Linked DNA regions of Mus musculus: region 2 is linked to region 1. Evidence: chromatin contacts called from public Hi-C data. All regions are on one chromosome and are shown on one strand. Each heading gives the region's core, a stretch centred on a gene start, on an enhancer-like site or on the middle of the called end of the contact. The rest is flanking DNA. Distances are from core to core; before and after follow the strand shown.

Evidence for each region. Hi-C and Micro-C count contacts between places; a contact is called where the count stands out from the background.
Region 2: a Hi-C map of liver shows a contact between it and region 1, with 2.8 times the contacts expected there. The contact joins two enhancer-like sites. A contact is called at or near these places in 6 of 484 Hi-C or Micro-C datasets (cortical neurons, embryonic stem cells, liver and 1 more), 1 of 115 datasets of contacts at active chromatin or transcription factors (heart atrium) and 1 of 9 other capture datasets (embryonic stem cells).

Annotation. Positions count from the first base shown.
Region 1 is chr6:139,875,037-139,880,667 of GRCm38.p6, reverse strand. It overlaps Pik3c2g (phosphatidylinositol-4-phosphate 3-kinase catalytic subunit type 2 gamma), which reads right to left. Exons shown (of 34, transcript NM_207683.3): 26 at 5,209-5,365. Among named protein-coding and RNA genes, the nearest start is that of Plcz1, 160 kb to the left of the region's middle. Within about 2 kb of position 2,192, at least 40 of the 459 cell types and tissues checked have an H3K27ac peak or open chromatin away from gene starts, as enhancers often do. A contact at or near this core is called in liver, where this site is marked.
Region 2 is chr6:140,235,919-140,241,549 of GRCm38.p6, reverse strand. No RefSeq gene overlaps it. Among named protein-coding and RNA genes, the nearest start is that of Gm38917, 47 kb to the left of the region's middle. Within about 2 kb of position 2,054, at least 6 of the 459 cell types and tissues checked have an H3K27ac peak or open chromatin away from gene starts, as enhancers often do. A contact at or near this core is called in liver, where this site is marked.

The sequences.
Region 1 (5,631 bases), core at 943-3,442:
GGTGTGCAATGGAGACAATATTGGGTTTAAATATACATAGGTGGGGTTGGAGCGATCACTCACTAGTAAGAGCTTGTGCTGCTCTTGCAGAGGATCTGAGATCAGTTGCTAGCACCCATATCTACTGGCACAATCTATTGTCACTCCTGCTCCAAGGGATCAAATGCCAAAACAACTATTAACTTTATACATACATCCCTATAGGTAGATGATGGAGATAGAGATAGAGACAGAGATGATATAGAGCTAGAGATAGATATGGAATATATGTATATAAACACACACAGAGAGAGAGAGAGAGAGAGAGAGAGAGAGAGAGAGAGAGAGAGACAGAGACAGAGACAGAGAGAATTTGTCTAAATGGTTGGATACATTGAGAGATGTGACAGTTGAAAGCCACAGTTGCAGATGTGGCCTGAGGAGTCATTAGCACAAGTAAGTGCGACCAAGCCAACACTGCCAGTCCTAGAGATGAGTCTCCTGCCTGCCCTCCTGGGTTATTCCTGGCATCTTAACTTTGCTGTTTGTAAACGTGAGCAATTCCGGGCCAGGGAGATGATTCATCAGGTACAGGTGCTTATGTCCAAGCCGACCACCTGAATCCAGTTCTTGGAACCATGGTTTAAAACGAGCAAATTCTCCTCACTCCTGGCTTTTCTCCTCATCCCTGCTTCTTATCTTGATTTACAGTGGTGTCAATACCCAACCAGGAAGAAAGCCATGTTTCATTTTCTCTTTTTTTTCTGATTCTCTACAGCAGTTATTAATTTCATTAAAAACACTTAGCAGCCTGCTACATTCCTTCCCAGCCTTCACTGCAGGCATTATCACAGCAATTTACATCTATATGATGCCTAAATGGTTTCGCTAACTTTTCTTTACACCTGATGGTGGAAATAAATTACTGTCATAACTTCTGAATTGTGAGCCCAAAATCTGAGCAAAATGATGGTACTCTCTTCACTACAAACACTTGGTCATTTTTTCATCTCCCTATGCACTACTCAGTGGTGTCTGTACTCTGTCTTTACACTCCTTCATAATGTAAAACTTGGAAACTCTTATCAGTCATATATATATAAATATATATATGATCTAGTTAATTCTTCAACAACTATAAAACTATATAACTATATATAACTCTCTCTCAAACTATATATAACTACATAATTATATAACTATATAACTATGTATATATATCCTGGCTAAGAATACCTTTTCTTTTCCTTTCTTGACTATTGGAAGTCTTTATCTTACTTTGACCACTTTTAAAGTCCTATCTTCCAGTTTTGATCATTTTTGTTCATGTCAGATATGAAGTTCCTTGAGAAGACAACTGGACCTTTACTTTGTATTGAAATTGTTTAAGCACTAGCATGGTGCTTTTTTAGCAAGTGGAATCTATTGAACATCTAGTGCATAATGACTGCATAGGTGAATGAATAAATGATTAGAGAAACACTAAGTATTATTATGTTTTAAAGCCTCACTATGGCAAACTTAATACTACTAAATAACAAAACTCAGCTCTAGAGCTACACATTTCCTATGGCAAGTAGAATCTAGATTAGCTTTTTTCTTGTCTAGCACTGGATGTTTCAGAGATGTCTATGGACTGACTGAGAAAGATTCTTGTTTTAACCACTGCATGAACATTTATTTGCTAAGAACAGAGTTCTGTGGAGTCTGAATTACATTCTAGTCTCTCTGGACTCACAATAGCTTGTTCAGGACTCTGTCAAATATTTTTATTGGGTCACATAGTATACTTACTTTCTCCTCTGCCAATTTATATATTTTTATCATCTATCTATCTATCTATCTATCTATTATCTATCTATCTATCTATCTATCTATCTATCTATCTATCTGCTGACACATGCATACTATGACAAAACCGATGAGTCCAACTCTCTTTCCATCATATGACTGAATATATGTAACAAGTCTCGTTTCCTGTCCTATTCCTTTGAAAGGAGTCTTTGAGTCTTTATAATACAATAAAATACAAAGCCACCTATCTATCTATCTATCTATCTATCTATCTATCTATCTATCTATCATCTTCCACTTAGCTGTATCTGATCCAATGCAACTGTGTTTCAGTGTTTTTGTACAGAGTGCATGGGTGATATGTGTAACTGGGGCAGCAGGAAGAGAAAAGGCAGCTGGTACAGATATGAGCCAACACTGGATGGATGAGTCATGTGTTTTTAAGGACAGGAGTTTTGTTTTGTTTCTATTCTCCTGCTACTAAGTCCAGCTCTCTTTTAATAGCTTCGCTTAGGGAAGCAGTGCTCTTTCCTTACCATATAGGGAATCGAGAAAGATTTCTGCTGGGAAATCTCTGATATAATAATGGGAGTGATAAACATTTGAAGCCGGTGAATGGTCCCTGTGTTCTTTGAGAGTCTTCCATAATAGTTCATATTGATTTTTTTAATGGGAGAAGAGCTGAGGAGGCACAGGCTTTTATATTGGTGAACTCAGCCAGGAGCACACTTGGGTCTCCTACAGATGTTGCTTTTAAGCAAGATGAGAATTACATAGATTACTCCTTGCTTGCTTTTCCCATGTGGAAACAAAAGCACAGCAGATATCTGGCAACAAGATGCTTTCTGCTGGGGACGGGTCATTAACTCCACATTGAACCGACTGCACGCCTGTGCCTCATGATCCTGGGTATTGATCATTTGCAGAAGCCAGCCTTGATGACCCGGGCCAGGCATTTCTCAACTTGTAACTGGGTCATGGTGTAGTGCATTGAACTGTGCTTAAAGACATCAACACAAGAGTCAGAATGGAGAAAAAGGTCATATTAAATGTGTATATAGAAAGCAGAATTTTTTTTTTACAAATTTAAATTTGGTTTTAATTTAAAAGAGGTTTTAGCTAGACAGTGTGTGGTCCTGAAATAACCACTGAAGACTTTATCTGAAGAGTCACAGAGGACTCTTATATACTAGAGTATGTACATACTGGAGTAAAACAGGGAAACTGGCTAGAAACCAAGAACCACACACCCCAGTATGTGCACTCCAGTACAGTATGATTTTCACTTACAAATGCTGGGATCCTCAGTTACTTATATGCACAAATTTTATCATCACTCTTCAACTTAAAATTTTAAGTCTCTAGGTTTTATATTTTATCCTCTCATTAATAGTTCCTAGCACATAGTAGGCTCTTGAGAGCTCATGGACTCATGAGTAAGATCTTGGGAGAGTCCAACTAGATCATGCCAGAGTTTGACAGTACATGAGAATTGATAGTGCCTAGAAATTCATTATATAAATAAAGTCATTTTCCTTGATTTAGTGCTTGTAGAGTTAGTTTTCTCTGTGTCATAGAATTAGCTTGTTATGAGCTGTAAGCCATCCCATAAAAGCAATAGAGAAAAAGAGAATTGGGAACTAGAACAAAGATCTATAAAGAAAAATTCCTGGCTACAGTTGGAGATCCTGATGCCTGGGGATGTTACTCAGTAGGAGAGATGCAGGCTCAATTCCTATCACAGAATAAAAAAAAAATACTGAACCAAACCAAACCAAAAGAACACAAAAAATCCCCCTGAATTATGAAGTAATTAGTAAAATTGAGAAATTGACCCTTCAGTTTTAATGAATACTAATTTGAATTTTACATGTGAGTGCGTGATCTTGTAATGGTCAGTTCATTTTTTAATTGATTGCTTTGATTGGTTGGTTGATTGATTTTTGAGTCAAGATTTCATGTAGTCCAGGCTGGCTTTAAACTTGCTTTGTAACCAAAGATGACCTTGTACTTCTGACCCTCCTGCCTCTTTCTCCCAGGTTCTGCATTTTGGAATTACAAGTGTGTAGCACCACAGCCAATTGTCTTCAGTGCTGGGCCAGCACTTTACCAACTGAAATATATTCCTAACCTGACAGTATTTAAAGTAAATTAACAATTATCTTATATTATCACATTAATTAACTGAACTCTACTATATGGCAGATACTATCATAAATCCTTTATGTTAATTATCAGCTAGAGTTATGAAAATTAATCTATTAATATCTTAGCATAATGCCTGGTCCATATGATGCATTTATTATCAGGCAATTTATCCATCAATTCCATAAGGTAAAAGTTATTATCCTCATTTTAAATGGAAACAGTACATAGGTTAAGTATAAATTTAACCTTTAAATGCTAAGCCTGCATTCAAAATTAGGGAGATCCAACCACCAAATTTGTCTCCTCAACATCTACTAGCAGAATTGAAGTTTCTAAGCCAGCCATTTTTTACTCCAAAAAACACAGATAGATAAACTAGTGGTATGCTACTCTCCTGTGGATGGATGTAATTGTTACAATGGATGTATGCACTTAAAGAAATCATTATATCATTTTCCAAAAGATATTTCTATTGGCCACTTCTTTCCTTTTACCACATGACTATTTCTCATCTCTTTGCTATGGACATTGGGAGAAAACACTGAATCCTTCCGGACCCAAAGCTCAGCAGAACCAATGCATGACACTCAACGCATCAATCTACAGTCTGCTCACTAACTCATCAGTGACATGTTTAGACTTATTTCGTTGTGAGGTAAATGTGCATGTGTGTGTATGTGGTTTTGTGCCTATTTGCATGCAGGTCCCTGTGGAGTACAGACAAGTGCATCATATCCCTGGAGCTGAAGTTAAAGGCAGTTGTTGGACTTGTGAGCTGCCGGGTGTGAGGGCTGGGAACTGAACTCGGGTGCTGTGCAAGAGAAGTTTATGCTTTTAAACCGCTGAGCCATCTCTCCAACTCCAGAGTTTGTATTCTTGACCCTGAATTTCTTAATATGAATGAATAGCGCTCAAGTGTTCAAAGGCAGATATTGAGACAAAAGAGCCAGGATGAATCTGCCTCATCTATGTTATGAAGTTTACTTCATATGTAAGTCAAATGGGGACAATACAGCCAAAGAAGTTAGTTTAAAAATGACTTTTTTTTTCTGAGCCCTAATCCACTCTGCATGGGGATCCCCTCTGAATGCACTAGTAACTCTGTGTTTGGTGACTTCCAAGATGAAAACTATGAACTAACTGTAAGTTGCCAAGAAACATGTTTGCTTGCTCACTCCTTTCTGCGTTAAAAACTGTTTTAAAATGGAGGTGGGGGAACTCCAAACCATTAGAAGTAGACAGCTGGATGAGACACCATGGAAGCTTTCTACTCTCCAAGGGACTTACCATCTCTAGAAGGCTCAGGATCAACTGGCTGTGTTTCCTGACGATGTTGTAAGCTCTGCAGCAAAGCTCCACGAAGTCTTGAAAATGCTGTGTGTTTTTTCCACCCTCAGTAATAAAGTACTCCATCTCTGAAGTAAAAATGAAAGGGGCTCTGTCCCTATAAATAAAAAGATAGCAACAACCATGAGGAGGTCACATGGTTTGGAGGGTTAATGCAGAAAGTCACTGCAACTTATTTCCACTGGAGTTTGTTTGTTTGTTTTTGTTTTGTTTTTTGGTAGTCTAGTGTGGGTTATTGCAGCAGATCAGTGGAAAAACTTAGTAATTGAAGACTTTGAATAACTGGTCTGGGGAGGAGAAAGGGTAAGTTGTGCTACAATGTTCCTCTACACTCTGTCAAATGTTTAATTCCCAACTACGTTT
Region 2 (5,631 bases), core at 805-3,304, 360 kb before region 1:
CTATCTATATATCCCTCTATCCATATCTGTCTATCTGTCTACCTATCTATCTATCTACCTACCTATCTATCTATCTATCTATCTATCTATCTATCTATCTATCTATCTATCTATCTAATCTATCTCTATCTATCTATCTATCTATCTATCTATCTATCTATCTATCTAATCTATCTCTATCTATCTATCTATCTATCTATCTAATCTATCTCTATCTATCTATCTATCTCTATCTATCTATCTAATCTATCTAATCTATCTATCTATCTATCTATCTATCTATCTATCTATCTATCTATCTATCTATCTATCTATCTAATCTATCTATCTATCTAATCTCTATCTACCTATCTAATCTATCTATCTATCTATCTATCTATCTATCTATCTATCTATCTACCTGTCTACCTACCTGAGACAGAGTCTCTAATAGCACAAGCTGGTCTCAAACTTGGTTTGCAGCTGAGGGTGACCTTGAACTCTTCTGCCTCTAGCTACTGATGGCTGGGATGACAGGTGTGTGTCAGCATACCTGTTTAGAACCTTGCATTTTGCAGGAGTGACAGTTTTTCCCCTTTGTAATTTATTTTTGGAATGTATTTCATGTGGCTTAGGGACCACGCAAGTTGGGCTCCCACAGTCCTGAGACAGCAGTGTTTGCTGTTAATGGTCCTTTACTACTCAATCTTGTGTCTCTCTTAGAGCTTGCTGACCCCTCCCTCCACCCTAGCTTCCATAGCTCCTCTTAGATAATACACCTTTCTCCTCTCATACCCAACTGTGACCTCCTCTGCACCAGGCTTTGTCAATAGCTGTTCTCATCCCGATGCACATGATAGTAACCTCCTTGCTCACTTCCTTCCCACATGACGCTAAACTCTCTCTGACCTGGGCTATCAAGTAAGCCTTGAACCATGGCTACATAAACTTGGGGGCTCTTTCACCCTGGCCAAACTTGAGCAATCTAGATGACTGATTCAGGTTAAGCACTGAGTGTTACAATGTAGAATCAGCTGTGTTGTTAGTGCTATAGAACGCCGAATATATAAGAATAGATTGTGGCCAGTTGGTAGTTGGCATCCTGGATTCAGCTGGATGGAGCTCTTTATCATCCATGTTAAGACCTTTGTTGATAATGCTGGAAATACCTACATATGACCGACCAGAGACACTACTGGTTTCAGGAGTCTTATGATTGACACCAAACAAATATGTAATTAACTATTAAGTGATGTGGGAATGCAATTAAATGTCTTTTCCAAAACAAATAATGAACTCTCAAAGCCCATCATTCCCTAATGATTTTATTTTGTTTTAGTTTTGCCCACGAGTCTGACATTGCATTTGTGACCTGTGGAGAATGAATAGCTCAGAGATGCATGGTCATGCCCTTCTGTGGCTGCCCTTTGTTAGCGTGTGCTATTTTCTTAATTTTTCTGTGTCATAAGATGTCTTCAAGCCAAAATCACTAAGATCCCTCTTTTAAAAAAGTTGTTTAACGTGTTGTTCACACTTACAGCCCTAGCATTGGGAAGATTTGAGACAGGATTTCCATTCTTTGGAGGCTCATTCCGGTTGCACAGTAAGACACTGTCTCTAAAAACCAAAAAAAAAAAACCTTCTTTCATAAGGTACATACAAAAAGTGCTCAAACAAACATGTTGTGTAAGAACTGTGGTATATATTCATAAAAGCGTTTACCCAGATCAAAGCCCAGCACAGGCTCCTGGCCTCAGATGTAGCTCCCTGACGGAGAGAACCTGGTTTTGCAATGTTTCTTGTCCTCTTAGTCTGAGCATATTATATACCTGTGGCCCCCATTCTGGCTTGTCTTGTTTTGTTCTACTTGCGGAGATAAAAACACTCTGAATAAAAGCAACACGGCGGCGAGGAAATCATTTACTTGGTTTGTAGTTCCAGATTCCACCCTGTCACAGAGGGAAGGGCGGGAAGTCAAGCCTGAGCAGAATTTATGGAGACACGCTGCTTGCTGGCTCAATTGCTGACTACCATTTGGCTGGCTTTCTTATACAGCCCATGCCCACAGGCCTACGGATGGCACTGTCCACTACATTAATTATTAACCAAGACAACGTCCTGCAGACAAGATCACAGGCCAGTATGGTGGAGACAATTCTTCAATTGTGATTTCCTCTTGCCAGATGACTCTACACTGTGTCAAGTTGACATTAAAATCTAACCGAGACAACCCATACCACAGTTGCTGTCTATTTTAGAATCCGTGTGTCTGGCTTTTTTCCCCTTTCAGAAATGCGGCCGTTATGCTTCAGAAATATTGTCATTTTATTCAAGAAAACATTAATGCTTTAGACTCCTATGACCTCTAAGCGGGCGTTTGATCAGTTTTAATGAAATGATCTCACTAAATGGATGTGGCGCTCAGCTGAGGTGGAAGGAAGAGAGTCCCACACCTAACCCAGCTGCTTTCTGGCCCCAAAGTATGCTTGAGTTCTTTCTCTTTTCTGGCCTTGAAGGCCAGGATTCAAGCCCTCAGCCATCTTTCTTCACCTTGTTCTTTGCTTTCCCATTTGTCCTTCCTTCTTTTGAAGCAAGTCCGACAGAGGGAGAGAACCCATGGCAAACCTCTAAAGCGACACACTAACATGGAGGACCATGTGGGCTTTGGCCATAGCTTGGGGGGTGCCTAGCAGTGTTGCTGCTGGGGACATCTGCTGACCTCCACCCCCATCCTGGGTGCTCAGACCTGCTGTGACTGGGGCGTATGTATGTTAGCATGTGAGTATCTTGGGAGGTAGCTGGCATGTGTTCTTCTTGGTGGTGCCAGTGTGCTGAGGGACTGGGCAAAAGACACAGTGGGACAAATGTGTGGTACAAGTTTAAGTAATTGATGGATGTTGGAACACAGTCTGAGAATAGAGTCATGTGAGAGTTCTGAGTGCTTGTAAGGAAACTCCAAGAAAACAGGACAAGAGTCTTGGGACCTCAGTTTCTTCAAAGCACAGCATTGTTCTTGGAATGTGCTCTGGTGCCCCTCCCAGGTGTATTGGATAGGGGTGAGTTTACTTCGGATTGTTTGTTACATCCTTTGTTTGTCTGCCTCTATGGAAAAACATGTTTTTGCCATGAGGGTCTTGTTTCTGTGGTTGCGTTCTTACTCAGGTGACTCTTCTTAACCCTCAGAGTGCAAACTCTCTGAGTAAAGTTGGCTACTGCGTGAGACTTGAGACTTTAGTTCATCTCATTTTTAGGCTCCGCTCTTCCAGGTTCACGCCACCAACCTGAGAGATAACTGGTGGATTGTAAGGCAAGTAAATTAATTTGACCTTGAGGTTTGGAACATTTTCTTTCCACAAAGAATTATTTGGAATTTAGGGCTTGCTGGAATGTTAATTTTTTTCTTATAGGAAATATTGGATGTTGAACATGTTAGTTCTTGCCCTATTTTGCTGGAAGAGTTGGATTGTTATATGTGTGTGTGTGTGTGTGTGTGTTTGAGAGAGAGAGAGAGAGAGAGAGAGAGAGAGAGAGAGAGAGAGAGAGAGAGAGAGAAAGAGAGAGAGAGAGGTGTACAGGGGTCAGTGGAGGTCAGAAGATGGCATCGGATCCCCTGGAGCTGGAGGTACTTGTGAGCTCTCTAATGTAGGTGCTGGGACTTGAAGTCAGAAGGGCAACAAGAACTCTTAACCACTGAGCTCCATCTCCAGCTCCTTGCCAGAAGAAAATTGAAATGTTGTAACTGTGTCTGTGTGTGTGTGTGTGTGGGGGGGTGTTTATGCACACACATGTGCACATGAAGGTGTGCATGCCTGTACATAGACACATGGAGGCCAGAGGAGGGGGTCAGTGTTGTCTTTTCTTGCTCTCTACCTCTTGGGGAACCAGGTAGGCCAGACAGTGAGCTGCTAGGACGTGCTTGTCTCTATTGTACAGTATGGGATTATAGGTATATGTGTCCATGCTTGACTTCTATGTAGGTGCTAGGGATTTCTCCTCAGATCTTCTTGCTTGCAGAGCAAGCTGCCTTACCCACTGAGCCACCTCCACAGCCCCCGATGTCAGAACTCTGAATGCACCCAACACAGTAGCTCATGCACGGAAACTGCTCGGATCATAGTAGCCTCTTCACTGCCTCTGCCTTCCGGCTCTAGTGCTTCCAATGCCTTTTGGGGCAAAACTTAAATATTAAATCAGTATAGAATGGAGTTCAGCTTTATAAATGAGCTCCTACTCTTGGGAAAATGCTTACATTTTCCTTTGGGAAGAAACGACAGCCAGATATACAGAAATCAAATGACTGCACTGGGTTGCCCACAAAGTTTTGAAGCATAAATATTTAGAGAAAAGATTTGTTTGGAGGTGGAGAGGTGGGGTAATGGTGGAAGACTTTGATGTTCTCCATTCTTTTAAAGAAATACTTTAGCAATGAAAATACAATCTTACAACCCAAGTACCTGCTCTCTCTACAGCAAAGACAGTATATTACAGCACACTGAAGCAATGCAGTCATGACTGCTTTATTCTCCCCTCGCCTTCTTTACAGCAGAGTATATATTCCCACCGCTCTGTAGCCAGAGACATTTCAAGGAGATTAGTGTGTTTCAATAGGTTTCCTGTCCTTCCTTCAAAAGGTGTCAAGTTTATGAAAAAGTCGAGGCAGATCATTAAAATTGGAATAATACCCCAGTGTGGAAGATGAGACAGAGGAGTGCTCGCTCCAGCTGCATTTATTTTTAGCTCTCCACAGTGTGTTTTTCTGTGTGGCATTTGGATCAGGTCACCCCAGGAAGAGTCAGTCACCTTACCACTGGTGTTTTGGGTGAGACATATTATTTAGTAGGGCTGTAACTGTTGAAACACAGATGGAAATAGATGGAGATGATCATGTATCAGACCCCATTTACTGGAACTGCCTATTTTGAACAGTGATGCGCCTGACTAGTCAATGTCTTTGAAGAAAAAAAAAAGCAATTGATTGCCTAATTTCAGATAGCAAGCCATTGCACAGGGCAGGCTGACTCCCCATAAGGTAACTGTCATTTTCCTGAGAGTCTTTGCCATTGCACAGGGAAGGCTAGCCCTCCACAAGGTAACTCATTTTCTTGAGCGACTTTGAGCCACATTGTTTGCTTTTAGATCAATGAAGTCCTCCCCACCCCTGTCTCTCTTCTGGAATTTCTCAAAATTCAAAGTCAGTGGGGACAGATATCCTATCTGCTGAGAAACGGTTCCTTGGTTAAGGGTGACTCTAGTACCTGGAGGGTTTATGGAGTCACGCCTCCCTCCACATGCTCTGCCTGACTTTTCTAGGTCTCTAAGGTCAATGAAGACTTCTGCTATGAGAGTAGGATGTAGGGAATACATAGGTTGGGGAGGAATGATGGGAAGGCAATTTTAATACTTCTGGAGCTTTTGGAAATTTAAATACTTATGCATGGAATAACAAATATGCAGTTGAAAAGGAGGAAACTGTCACAGTTTTCATGGTGGTAAAGGTGCCTCCCAAAGACCATGTGTTAGGGATGTAATGTGCAGTAAGGAGAGGAAAGCTGAGTAGGTTATGAGTCTTCTGCCCTCAGGCAAGGACCAGGTTCATTATAGTGAGAGTAAGTTTGGTATAAAAGCAATGCACATAGTTACCTTTGACCTTCT